2 separate regions of the Mus musculus genome follow, and region 1 is linked to region 2. The links are chromatin contacts, called in public Hi-C maps. All regions are on one chromosome and are shown on one strand. The core of a region is the stretch at or near the end of the contact, and the rest is flanking DNA. Distances in the headings are between cores, read along the strand shown. Region 1 holds the start of Otos (otospiralin). Region 2 holds the start of Sh3bp4 (SH3-domain binding protein 4).

Region 1 (5,303 bases), core at 2,362-4,861, 3.6 Mb before region 2:
CCTGCCCACCTAGGCGATCCATGAGCTACTGGAACACCACAGTGAAGTGCTACCACCAGCAGGAAGAGTGGGTGAATCTCAAGGTATATTGACCCAGTAGCCAGGCAAAATGGGTCAGGCAGTGAGAAATGCCATCATGAGAAAAGCCTGGTTACACTCCGAGCATACAGCCCAGAGGGATGGAGCAGTCCGGCTAAGCCAATACCAGAGTGCTCATTCCGACAGGGGACATGCAAGGCAATGGAAGTCATTTCTCCTCTTCAGTTTACAAACACGTCTCCATTTGCAGTGTGCACACACTCCTCAGCCTGCCTCTGGGGCCGGCAGCTGATTCTGATGTCTCCCTGGGAGCAAAATGGGAAGTATTCTGCTTTCAAGGCCGTGGGCTGGACAGGAGCCTCCCGGCCCTCCGCAGAGACAGATTTAGCACATGCTTCAAAGCACAGCCAGCCCTTTAATTCTCAGACATGGGTCTTGGCTTAGCAGGGCTCCATCCAGAATGAGCCTCCTGATGCCCCGTGCTGTGGGCTCATAATACCTGCTTCTTGGATGAATCGACGGGTTAAGAATCTAGGACAGTCAGCCAAAGCAAGACAGGGGACCTGCTCTTTCATCTCTCTGTTTCTACCAGCATCAGGAGAAAAGAGCCAAAAAGCCAGAGAGGAACCCAGTGGGTGGTCAGCAGGAAGTTCGGAGATACTGCTGCCAACTCCAGCCTAGACCTGCAGAGGCTGAGCCTAGGGGCCCCCAAGGGCAGCAGGACTGACCACGCTGCCCAGATGCCTCAGCCAGGCTGAGAAACACACTGAGTCCTGGTTCCCATAAATCCCAGCTTTCATGTGGTACTGAATAGGACAAACAATGGATCTATTTCAGGCCACAGAAAAATGGCCCAGCCCAGGGCTCCTCTTGCAGTTTGGAGGCTCAGCATAGTGGGCTCTGGAACCTGGCCCTGCGCAGAGTCTCAGGAAGCAAACAGGGCTGCTGGGCAGGCCCCATCTTAATCACAGGAGGATGTGGCTAAGGGTGGCCTCTGTATATTTGCTCCATCATGTGGGCACCATTGGCCCTTAGCCTAGGGTCATATCACCCAAGGAAAGAAACCCTCCCTGCCCCAAAGCACACCATGGCCTGTCTGTTTCACCAGGTGGGGACCACAAAGGGCTGAGCCTGCAGTCTGGTAGTGCTGGCTACCCACTCCTTGTTCTGTAGTCAGATGCATTTGTGTCCCTCCTCCAGACAGTCACATTCTGGGCCTAGCAGCCCTTCCTCCAAGGGGGACAAAGAAAGGGAAATGTGCCTCAATCAAGTGCCCTTTCTGAAGGCAACCACAAAGAAAATCCCACCTGAGAGCAGGCATGGCTAGGTGTGGCTTTGGTTAAAAACTGAGGTCCTGAACCAGGAACACTCAGCACCCGGAAAGGGTCCATACTGTGACCCTGGAGAGGTAACCAGGTGTCTTAGTCCGGGTTTCTATTGCTGCAACAAAACTATGACCACAAGCAAGTTGGGGAGGAAAGAGTTCATTTGGTTTACACTTCCAGGTTGTAGTCCTTCACTGAGAGAAGTCAGGACAGGAACTGGAGCAGGGCAGGAACCTGGGGGCAGGAGCTGATTGAGAGGCCATGAAGGGATGCTGCTTACTAGCTTGCTCAACCTGCATTCTCATAGAACCTAGGACCACCAGCCCAGGAATGACCCCACCCACAATGGGCTGGCCTTCCTCTATCAGTCACTAATTAAGAAAATGCTCTACAGCTGGATGTCTTAGAGGCATTTCCTCAACTGAGGCTCCTTTCTCTCTGATGACCCTAGCTTATATCAAGTTGACACAAAACCAGCCAGGCATGCATGCGAGAAAGGCAATGAATTGCAGTCCAGAAACTGGTGTTCGGGGCACTCGAACTGGGTGATAACCCATCATCCACACCACCTCTGCTGACAGAAAAACATTCTCCCAGAAACAGGATAACCCATTTACGTTCCTCCTAGGCTGGAAACTGAGCTAGCGGGTCCTTCCCTGCACCCCTCTAGCCCATGCCACAGGGCCTGGCTGGTTCTGGGAGCTCTGTAGCCTACGATATCAAGTCCTAGAGACATAACATTTAACCCTCCCTGTGGTATTAGAAACATGACAGACAAGTCACTTTCAGTTCAAAGGAACTGGGGGAAAGGCTGTGTTACGGCGAGCAGAGATCAGAACTCTGCAGTGGTCTGAGGTGAGAGAGTCACGTCTGCCCAAGGGCTTCTTCTAAGTAAATGGGCCTGTATGGCACTGGATTGATGTCACTCCTGTTGCTGCTGACCTGTGTCTCTGGTATCCTGTCCCCTGACTGGAGTCCAAGGCAGATCCTTCGGCTTGTGTCAGCATGTCCGACGTGGTGAAGCCCTTGTGGGAAAAGCTCAGATGACATCCTTCACAGCCCAGGGTCAACACCAGCCCTTCCTGGGTTCCTGGGAATCTTTTCCCATGATGCAGAGAAATGCAGATGACAAAGAATCCTGTGAGAAAAAACAAACAAACAAACAAACAAAAAACCATGGGCCATGTGAGACCCATCCTTCTGTTGGGGGTCGCAAATGACCACAAGCTAAATATTCCTTGCTGGGAAGGGTATGTACTCCACCTCTCAGGGAGGCAGCTGTGGTGAACCAGGCAACTTCCCAGTGAGATGCCTGGCTCAGTGGTTCAGTTAACCCTTTATGTCACCGAGAAGCCACCAGTGGAGCTTCCTGCAGTCAGGGCAGGGCCTATAGCAATCCCTGGATCCTTGGCCTCAGCAAGATCTTTCAGTTCTGCCTGGGCTGGTTTCTGGATCCATTAGCCCCCAGGAACCCAGATGCTCTCTGTGCGTATTGGGGGTGCAGTATTGATTCCAGATGGTGGCCTCAGGTAGCGCCACACCTATCTTGCTCCTGCCTTCTGATCCCAGGCTCAGCCTCCAAAGCAGCCCGCCTCTTCCCATACTCTATGGGATGACAGCAATAGACACCTGCTTGTCTGTGCACATTGTAAGTGTGTACACACCTGTGTGTGCATATGGTGTTGGGAAGATGAGTGTTTCACCTAAAGTGAATATTTGGGGGTGGGTGGGTTGGGGGACAGATCCCTGGAGATGTTTGAGACATGAAACTTCCGCTAGAAAAGCTGGTCGCTTGAAATTCAAATGTAACCATGCGTCCTGTATTTCTTTCAGCCACACTGGAGTCCCTAGGACCCCCCAACCCCATCTCATCCCAATCCAGGTCAATTCTTCGTGGTTTCTGAAGGGGTACTCGCCGGGGTTGACCTGGGACCTTTTCAGAGAGTCTATGGTCAGTTCAGGAAAAGAACGAGGTATTTTAAAAGAAGGTGATCACATGCTTTCACATTTCAGCTTCAGATCCGTATGCGGTCAGTCTTATGACATGGAAGGAGACTTTGATTATTCCAGAACACAAACCCTGTCCTGTGGGCCAGCTGCACAGGAGCCTGTGAGCATGGCGCCCCCTGGAGGCCATCTCAGAAACATTCCACTCCAAGCTCTGAGCCTGTTCTCCAAGCAGCCTGGGACCGGCTGTCTCACCCCAGGCCCTTCTAGATTTCCTGTTAAAGCTGCCACACCCGCATCAGCTGTGGTGGCGTGGAGGGACTTCCACCTTGACAGGCTTTGCCAAGTCAGCTCAACACGCTCCCAGAATTCTCCCTTTTCATGTCCAAGGTAACATGTTTAGTTAAGCTCTTTAAAAGTCCGATAGGGATGTGTGTGTTTGAGGACAAACATGGGTGACATTAGAAGTCTGCGCCCCCCTCCTTTGTAGGAGCAGGGATGGCACTTCCCAAAGGAAATGTGTCTACCAGGGCATGTTTAGAGGGACAAGGGGCAGCATGACTTCTAGAACCTCTGAATCCCAGCTCTGTGTGGTCACATGACGCCACTCTCCTTGGGTTTGAATCCAGCCAGAAGACTCCAGCCCTGTCAGTGAGGTACTGCTCAGTCCCTGGGACACCCGGGTACTCTGCAGGCACAAGCGGGAGGGCAATGCTGCCATCTGGGACGGAGGACTTAGGGCAGATGTCAGTCTGGGAGATGTGAGGAGAAGGCAGACTGTGAGCCATCACCCCCTACACCCCAGTACTTATGCTGGCCACGGTCCAGGAAACAGGAAGTGACTCTAGGATCAGTTATAAGCCACTTCCGAGGCTTTGCGGGGCTCGGGGATGTATGAACAGTGCAAAACACAGGCGGACCATTCCGTGGCAGAGAAGAATGCAGGAAAACACACTGGCACGATGAACTGTGGCCTTGAGACTTTAAATTATGAGCACCTGCCTGTGTCCATGTTGGGACAGCTCAATGGATGATGGTAAGCTACTCTGGGCTCTGCCTTCTAGGAGAATGAATTTGGGTTGCGCTAGCATTTCAGAGTACAGGCAGGGGCATCTGCGAGGCTCAAGGAGTAATTATTAGTCAGATGTGGTGTCCATGGATGGACAGCAGGGGGCGCCAGATACCTCTGACTCATTCCCAATCCTGGCGTTCGTTACCACAGGGTCCTTTTCAAGCTGACTGCCACGGGAGATAACAAGGGGCCTCTGTCCAGCAGAGTGGCCTTATACATCTAAGCATCTCTTGAATCCAAGCAGACAGACTGTTAAGACCTTGGAGGTTCCCTCCGAGTTTCTGTGTGGGGCGGGATATTATGCACTGGATATCATGCAGGCTTCTGAGCAGTCACTGGGCAGGTTTCAAGTTTGCCCATCCTATATGGTATTGTTCCTGGGCCCGACCTTTGGGAGCTTTTGAGAATTCGAACTCTTCCCTGCCCTCAAGCATTGAATTTTAGAAGGAATCCTAGCAATTATTAAAGGATGGAATCCAGTGTTTTGGGATTCCCATCAAATGTAGGAATGCAAGGGCCCTGGGGAAGGCATTTACCATTAAAAAAAATGACATTTACTTATTGTGTATGTGTTTGCAGTGTGTTCCAGGTGTGTATGTGTAGGTCAGAGAACAACTTGTGGGAGTTCGTTCTCTCCTTCCAGCATGTGAGATGTGGGGATCGAACTCGGTTTAGCAGCAAGCACTTCTACCTGTTCAGCCATTTTAATGGTCCCTCTTGAAGGCAGAGTGGTCTGCAGGAGAACAGGGAGACAGATGGGTGAGGTGCAAAGGAGATGTGTTCTGGGTGGGCGGGGGCAGGGGGTGTCTCTGTCCAGGCCAATGAGATAAGGTGTCTGAAGGATCCAGGCAGAGAGGAAGTGTGTAGGGGTGGAGATGTGGTGCAGGAAAGAACGTGTGTCCCAGGAGGTTTGGAGGACC
Region 2 (5,762 bases), core at 227-2,726:
TGACACTGTGTAACAGCTAAATGCTCCCCAGCACATTGAAATACAGCCGCTGTCCATCTAAGGATGCCAAAAACGCTCTGCAAACCACCCATTAATTTTTATGGTTGGCCCAGGAAGCAGATTGAGAATCATTACTGTCATTTTTACAAGGCTCGGTACCAAAACCACGGACTGGGCTGAGGTTTCGGCCCTCCCACCACCATTCTCTCCATCTGTACCCACCATCTCATGGGAAACCCCAGTACATCAAAAGGGTACTCATAACTATCAGAAACAGCCTTTGTGGTAAGGCAGGTCAAAAATTCCAAACTTTGGGCACGAGACAATCAAGGGTTTCAAGCAAGGGTTTTCTTGAGGTTAGGCAAGAAGGCGCCAGGTATAATTCAATGATTAAATCTACAAGGCTGCGACATCCCCACCCCCCACCCCCAACGAATGTGGGATCGGCGTAGATCTCGTGTTTATTTCCGCTCTGGACACTCATTGCTTTTATAATCAGAGCAAAAGTTATACGAACTTTATTTCTGCTGCTAAATCACAGAACACCAATCTGATGCACTAACAAGGGAAGAATAAACACGAATAAAGCCCAGCATGGTATTCCCTTTCAAATCTCATAGCTCCACGAGGCTCCACAACCTTCTGCGCACGCAGAGCGGCCAGCCAGCTCTCCGCCACTCCTCCCGCGCGGCATCTGCAGGCGCCCCACACCCGGGAAGGGCCAGCGCCAGCCAGCCCCACAGTCCGCACCGCTAAGCCCCCCAAACCTGCATACTACAACGCCAGATCCCAGCTGGGAGCCTCCTGGCCCCCAAACCCTCTAACAAGACACACTGGGCGGCGCAGGGCGGCTTCACGGTAAACAGCACTTGCAGAACAACGCTCCTCTATCCTAACCGCTCCCACCCGCACACCCCAGCGCTGTCACCTCGGGGCTGCGCGGTCACTCGATCACCAAGACAGAAACTGGAGTTTTCAATTTCATCCTCCAGGAGGGCTCTCCGAAGAAGTTGAAATGTGCATTGTCACCAAGTTTAACCCAAAGCCGCGCTCTCTTCGCTCCTTCTCAGAACCGCGCGGGTGGCGCCGCGACCCCCTCCGCCCTCCCCGCGCCCCGGGCCCTAGCGACCACGATCCGCAGCCCAGGTCGGGCTGTGACCACAGAGGGCAGGGAACCGGGAGCTCAAGGGGCTCGGAGCTGCTCCAGGCTAGCCGCGCCCCAGAGCCCGGGATGCTGCCCAAAGCCACAGCGCGCGCGGGGATAGGGTGCGCCGTCCGACCCTAGGCTCCTACCTGGCTCGCATGGCGCCCCACGGGTCCTGCGGTTCTCTTGTCCTGTGGGGCTCACCCGGCCGGGGGCGCGCGCGACTCCCGGTACCGCGGCCTCAGCGATCGAGGCAGCAGAGGTGGTGAGGTGCCCAGACGCCGCGACAGCCCAGAGCGCTCGGCCCCCGCCAGCGGGCGCAGAGGTGGTCTGGGCCGGGGCGGGGCGCGAGCGCGGGCGGGGCCGGGGCGCAAACAGCGGGCTCCAGGAGGGCGGAGCGCAAGCAGAGACCGCGGGAGGGGCGGGGCCAAAGCTGGGGGCGGAGCGAGGAAGAGGCGGGTCAAGCTCAGGCTGGGGCGTAGGGACCGGGGGCGGAATCGCACTCTCAAGGCGGAGTCTTTGTCGGAGAGGCGGGGCCTAGACGATACTGGGGCAAAAGTGGGCGGGGTGTGCTCAAATGAGCGTGGTCAATATGAGGTTGGAGCAAGTAGGGGCTGTGCCTCGAGCTGGGGGAGGGCAGTTCTTAGTAAAGGCGGGGCCTGGATGAAGGGGGCGGGATGTCCCGGAGGGGCGGGGCCGACTGAGCCGCTGATTTACTTAAAGAAGCGGCTTGGCTTACTGGCGCCTCCAGTGCTCCGGCGCGATTCCCGCCAACACTCCTTGTCTCCTTCCTTAACAGCGCCAGTTAAGAGAGTGGGGTTAGGGCCTCGGGATCTTTACCCCTGGACCCAGAAATGAGCAAAGATGATGGAGACCTCCGGTGCTCTGTTTTGGGGAAGCCTCTGATCCCCCGGGAGTGGTTAAGCAGTAAAACCGAGAAAAAACAAACAAAACTCAGCTTAGGGAACAACTACAAGTGGAGGAGAGCTGCCTGCGAGGCAGATTGCAACTGAATACATGTCAGCATAGTTACACTTCCTCTGCCCAGACTCACATACAGAAGTAGACGCTCGATGCGAGCTCAGTGAATGAACACACTGCGAGGCAGCGGAGCAAAAGCCCAAGCTCATGAGTCATCTCTCACGGGAGTAGACAGAGGCCTGTAGGGGTTGATTGCCTCAGTGAGGTCGAACCAGCCTTTGACTGCTGTGGTGGTGAGGCCAGGGAATGAAGGCTTCCACTTGGAACCAGTGGCAATCATGTCTTCAATGTTGCCACAGATCCAAATCCAGCAGCCCACTGAGTCCATCTTCACTATCATCGCTGGCGACAGATACCATTTATATTTTCTAAGTGACTTCAGACGTTAACACAGATTATCATATTCGGCAAGATCACATGGGAGAGGGCTTCAGAGTCGGAATACTAGCCAGTTTTCTATCTCCCGTGTTCTTTATGCTCCCCTTCCACTCCACCCTTGCACTCGGGCTGCCCGCCTTCCCCCACCCCCACCCCCACCCCGCTCTAGATGTAGTCCTAGTGGAGTCAGGTAGACATACTGGTCAACCTAAGGCTAAGAGGGTAGAATTTCATATTCTCTTAGAACATGGAAACGAGTACAATTACTCCTTAAGTGTAGCTGTCGACCTTAAAAGAAGCAGTCTCCTGAAGGTGCAAGTGACTTACATGGTTGGAGGGGGTGGGGGTGGAGGAGACAAAAGCATCCAGACTGGAGGGCGTGTCAGGAGCCAGCCTGCTGTGCTGGGATCTCTAGGCCTCTGTGTGAGTCACTTGCCTCTGAGTATGAAAATTAAATACAGAGCATAAGCCTCAGCAGAATGCCTAGCACAAAGTAGCCATCACTAAATATTAGCTATTTGTACTGCCGTGACTCCGAATGTCTCCTGTCTAAACCATGTCAGAAAGAGGGAGAGGGAGAATATGCATGAACGTGGGCTGGGGTTATAGCTAGAGTTGGTAGAGTGCTTGCCAAACATGCACAAAGCCATGGGTCCCATCCTCAGCGCCAAGAAATGGGGATGTAGTCACTCAAGCCCACACTCAAGAGATTCAAGGGGGATTCAAGGAAGGTGGATGCAGAAGGATCAAAAGTTGAAGGTCATACTCCCCTACATAGTGAATTCAAGATCAGCCTGGGATGTGTGAGACCCTGTCTTGGAGAATGGAAAGATGGATCAGAGGTTAAGCACTGGTTGCTCTTCCAGAGGGCCACGCTTCGGTTCCTAGCTCCCACAACCATCTCTAACTGGAGTTCCAGGGCATCTGACACTTTCCCTTGCCCTTCACGGCACCAGGCGTACCAGTGGCACACAGACATATATTCAAGCAAACATTCATTTACACAAAATGAAAATAAATCTTTTAAAAAACAAAGACCTGTTGGGTTAGGTGTCATATACCTTAATCCTAGTACTTGCTAAAATGAGGCAGGAGGATTATGAATTCAAAGACAACTTAGATCTACTGCTATACTGAATCTGTCTCAAAAGAAGAACTGCTTATAAAGCATTGAAAAAGACAAGCGAGTTATAAATGATCAAAGGTATAAAAAAAATGAGTCCCCCAAACACTGCAAATGGCCCCGCACATGAAAGACTCCTTAGCTGCACTGAGCAAAATGCTCACAAAGGAACAAGAAGATGAGAAAGCCCAAGTGTGGCCTAGGTGATGCTTGGTGACTGGAAACAAAGGTCAGAGACACATCAAAGTATGGAGCTGGGCAGAAATCCAGACTATAACATGATGCTTTGCCTGGGGGAGCAGAGGGCATGGGCTCCCCTGTCCACCTGGACATAGAATACCGTATAGTCTTCAAGCCAGCTTGCTTCCTGAGCGAGGAGTGGATAGAATTCAGGATCTTGAAGCAAAATAAGGTAGAGAAAAAGGATGCCATGAGTTGGATCTGACTTTGGAAGAACTAAACTGGGGGGGGGGCGTTGGGGGGGAGAACACTGTGTTTATGTTAAGTCATCTGTGAAGCATTCTCTGAGTGTTCTGGAAGGAACGAGGTCTCTAGATATGCTTCCTGACGAACCGATGCTTTGTGGTTCCACCAGTTTTTATGGCTTGCTCTTTTGTAAAGTTTGCTAAGTCAGGAGAAAGGAGAAAATGAGCCACCCCAAGCAGTCACCGCGTTCAAGTATTCAGCGAGCATTCCTGGTGCAAATGGGATGGCAATAACCCAGTCAGTCACTTGGGGTTTTCAGCAAAAGAACGGTGCTTGGTGATCTGGTGGATTAAAGAATTCCAAGAGCTAGGCACAGTGTCACACACCTATAGGTCTGTCCATTGGAAGATAAAGACAGGAGGGTCAAGGACAGCTTCTCTTACAGATTGGGCTCTAGGTCAGCCTGGGATCCATGAGGCCTTGTCTCAAAACACACAGAAAAGCAAAAAATATTAGAGAAAAGTGGTACAAATGTAAACATTGATCCTAACCCTTTCTGGACATCTCATGGTAAAGGTGGTCTACTTGTCTGTCTGGAGGCTTATTATAAGCTAAGACCTTGTACATGTATATATGAATGAATTTGGTATATATACTTATAGATCTTCACATAAGGAATTGCCCTCTGACCTCTGTACCCAGGCCGTGACATGAACACAACCCTCTCTCAATAAATAAACAAATAGCCGGGCTTAGTGGAGCACGCCTTTAATCCCAGTACTCGGGAGGCAGAGGCAGGCGGACTTCTGAGTTCAAAGCCAGCCTGGTCTACAAAGTGAGTTCCAGGACAGCCAGAGCTATACAGAGAAACCCTGTCTCAAAAAACCAAAAATAAATAAATAAATAAATATAAATAAATAAACAAATAAATGTTTAAAAAAACCAGATCAGTGTGACTCTTGCAAGAATTAGCGAAGATAATGTGTAAATATTGTTCGATATAGTACTGGGCACACAGAAATTAACTTACAGATACAACCTATTATTTATACGTACATGTTCTGACAAATGATTCTTTGGTTCACATTAAATCCAAGTGAATGAGTCTGGTTCTTAAACTCCAAATAGAAGTATCCTTTACAAAGCGATGTCCATGTTGCTTTCAGGAAGCAGGTTAGTGAGTGTCCAAGATACTGTGCCTCAGCTAAATTCTGCATAGGTTCCTTGCAGGTGTGGGCACAGTGTGCTATGAAACTGCCTTTGAGGGGATGTCTCATATGTTGTTAAGCCTTGAGTCTGAAATGGATCCCACAGAATCACGTTTGGAATCCTTGTTTCCCAGTCTAGTGGTGCTATTTTGGGAAAGCTGTAGAACCTTTAAGAGCTGAGACGTCGCAGGTAGAAGATTGTCACTCAGGATGGGGTTTTCCCTGTGAGAGCCTAGCCCCTGGTTCTTGTCTTCTGCTGTGCCTTCTGTCTCTCATAAATCCGGTCCACCAGGAACTAAACTGCCTCCCTCACTTTCTGAACTGAAAACCGGCTGAAACTGTGAGTCAACTTTAATCTCCCCCCTACCCCCTTCACTCATTCTCCCTATAAGGAAGTATTTTGTTACACTGATACAAAAGTAACTGACTTCTGACATCGGTATCCGGGAAAGCGAGAAGTGGAGACCAGAGTCCACATAGAACACTTATTACGAAGCCCAGC

Evidence for each region. Hi-C and Micro-C count contacts between places; a contact is called where the count stands out from the background.
Region 1: a contact with region 2 is called in a Hi-C map of CD8 T cells, with 6 times the contacts expected there. The contact joins the promoter of Otos here to the promoter of Sh3bp4 in region 2. A contact is called at or near these places in 2 of 484 Hi-C or Micro-C datasets (CD4 T cells and CD8 T cells).

Annotation. Positions count from the first base shown.
Region 1 is chr1:92,647,149-92,652,451 of GRCm38.p6, reverse strand. It overlaps Otos (otospiralin), which reads left to right and starts at 3,611. Exons shown (of 5, transcript NM_153114.2): 1 at 3,611-3,701.
Region 2 is chr1:89,066,129-89,071,890 of GRCm38.p6, reverse strand. It overlaps Sh3bp4 (SH3-domain binding protein 4), which reads right to left and starts at 1,476. Exons shown (of 6, transcript NM_133816.3): 1 at 1,294-1,476.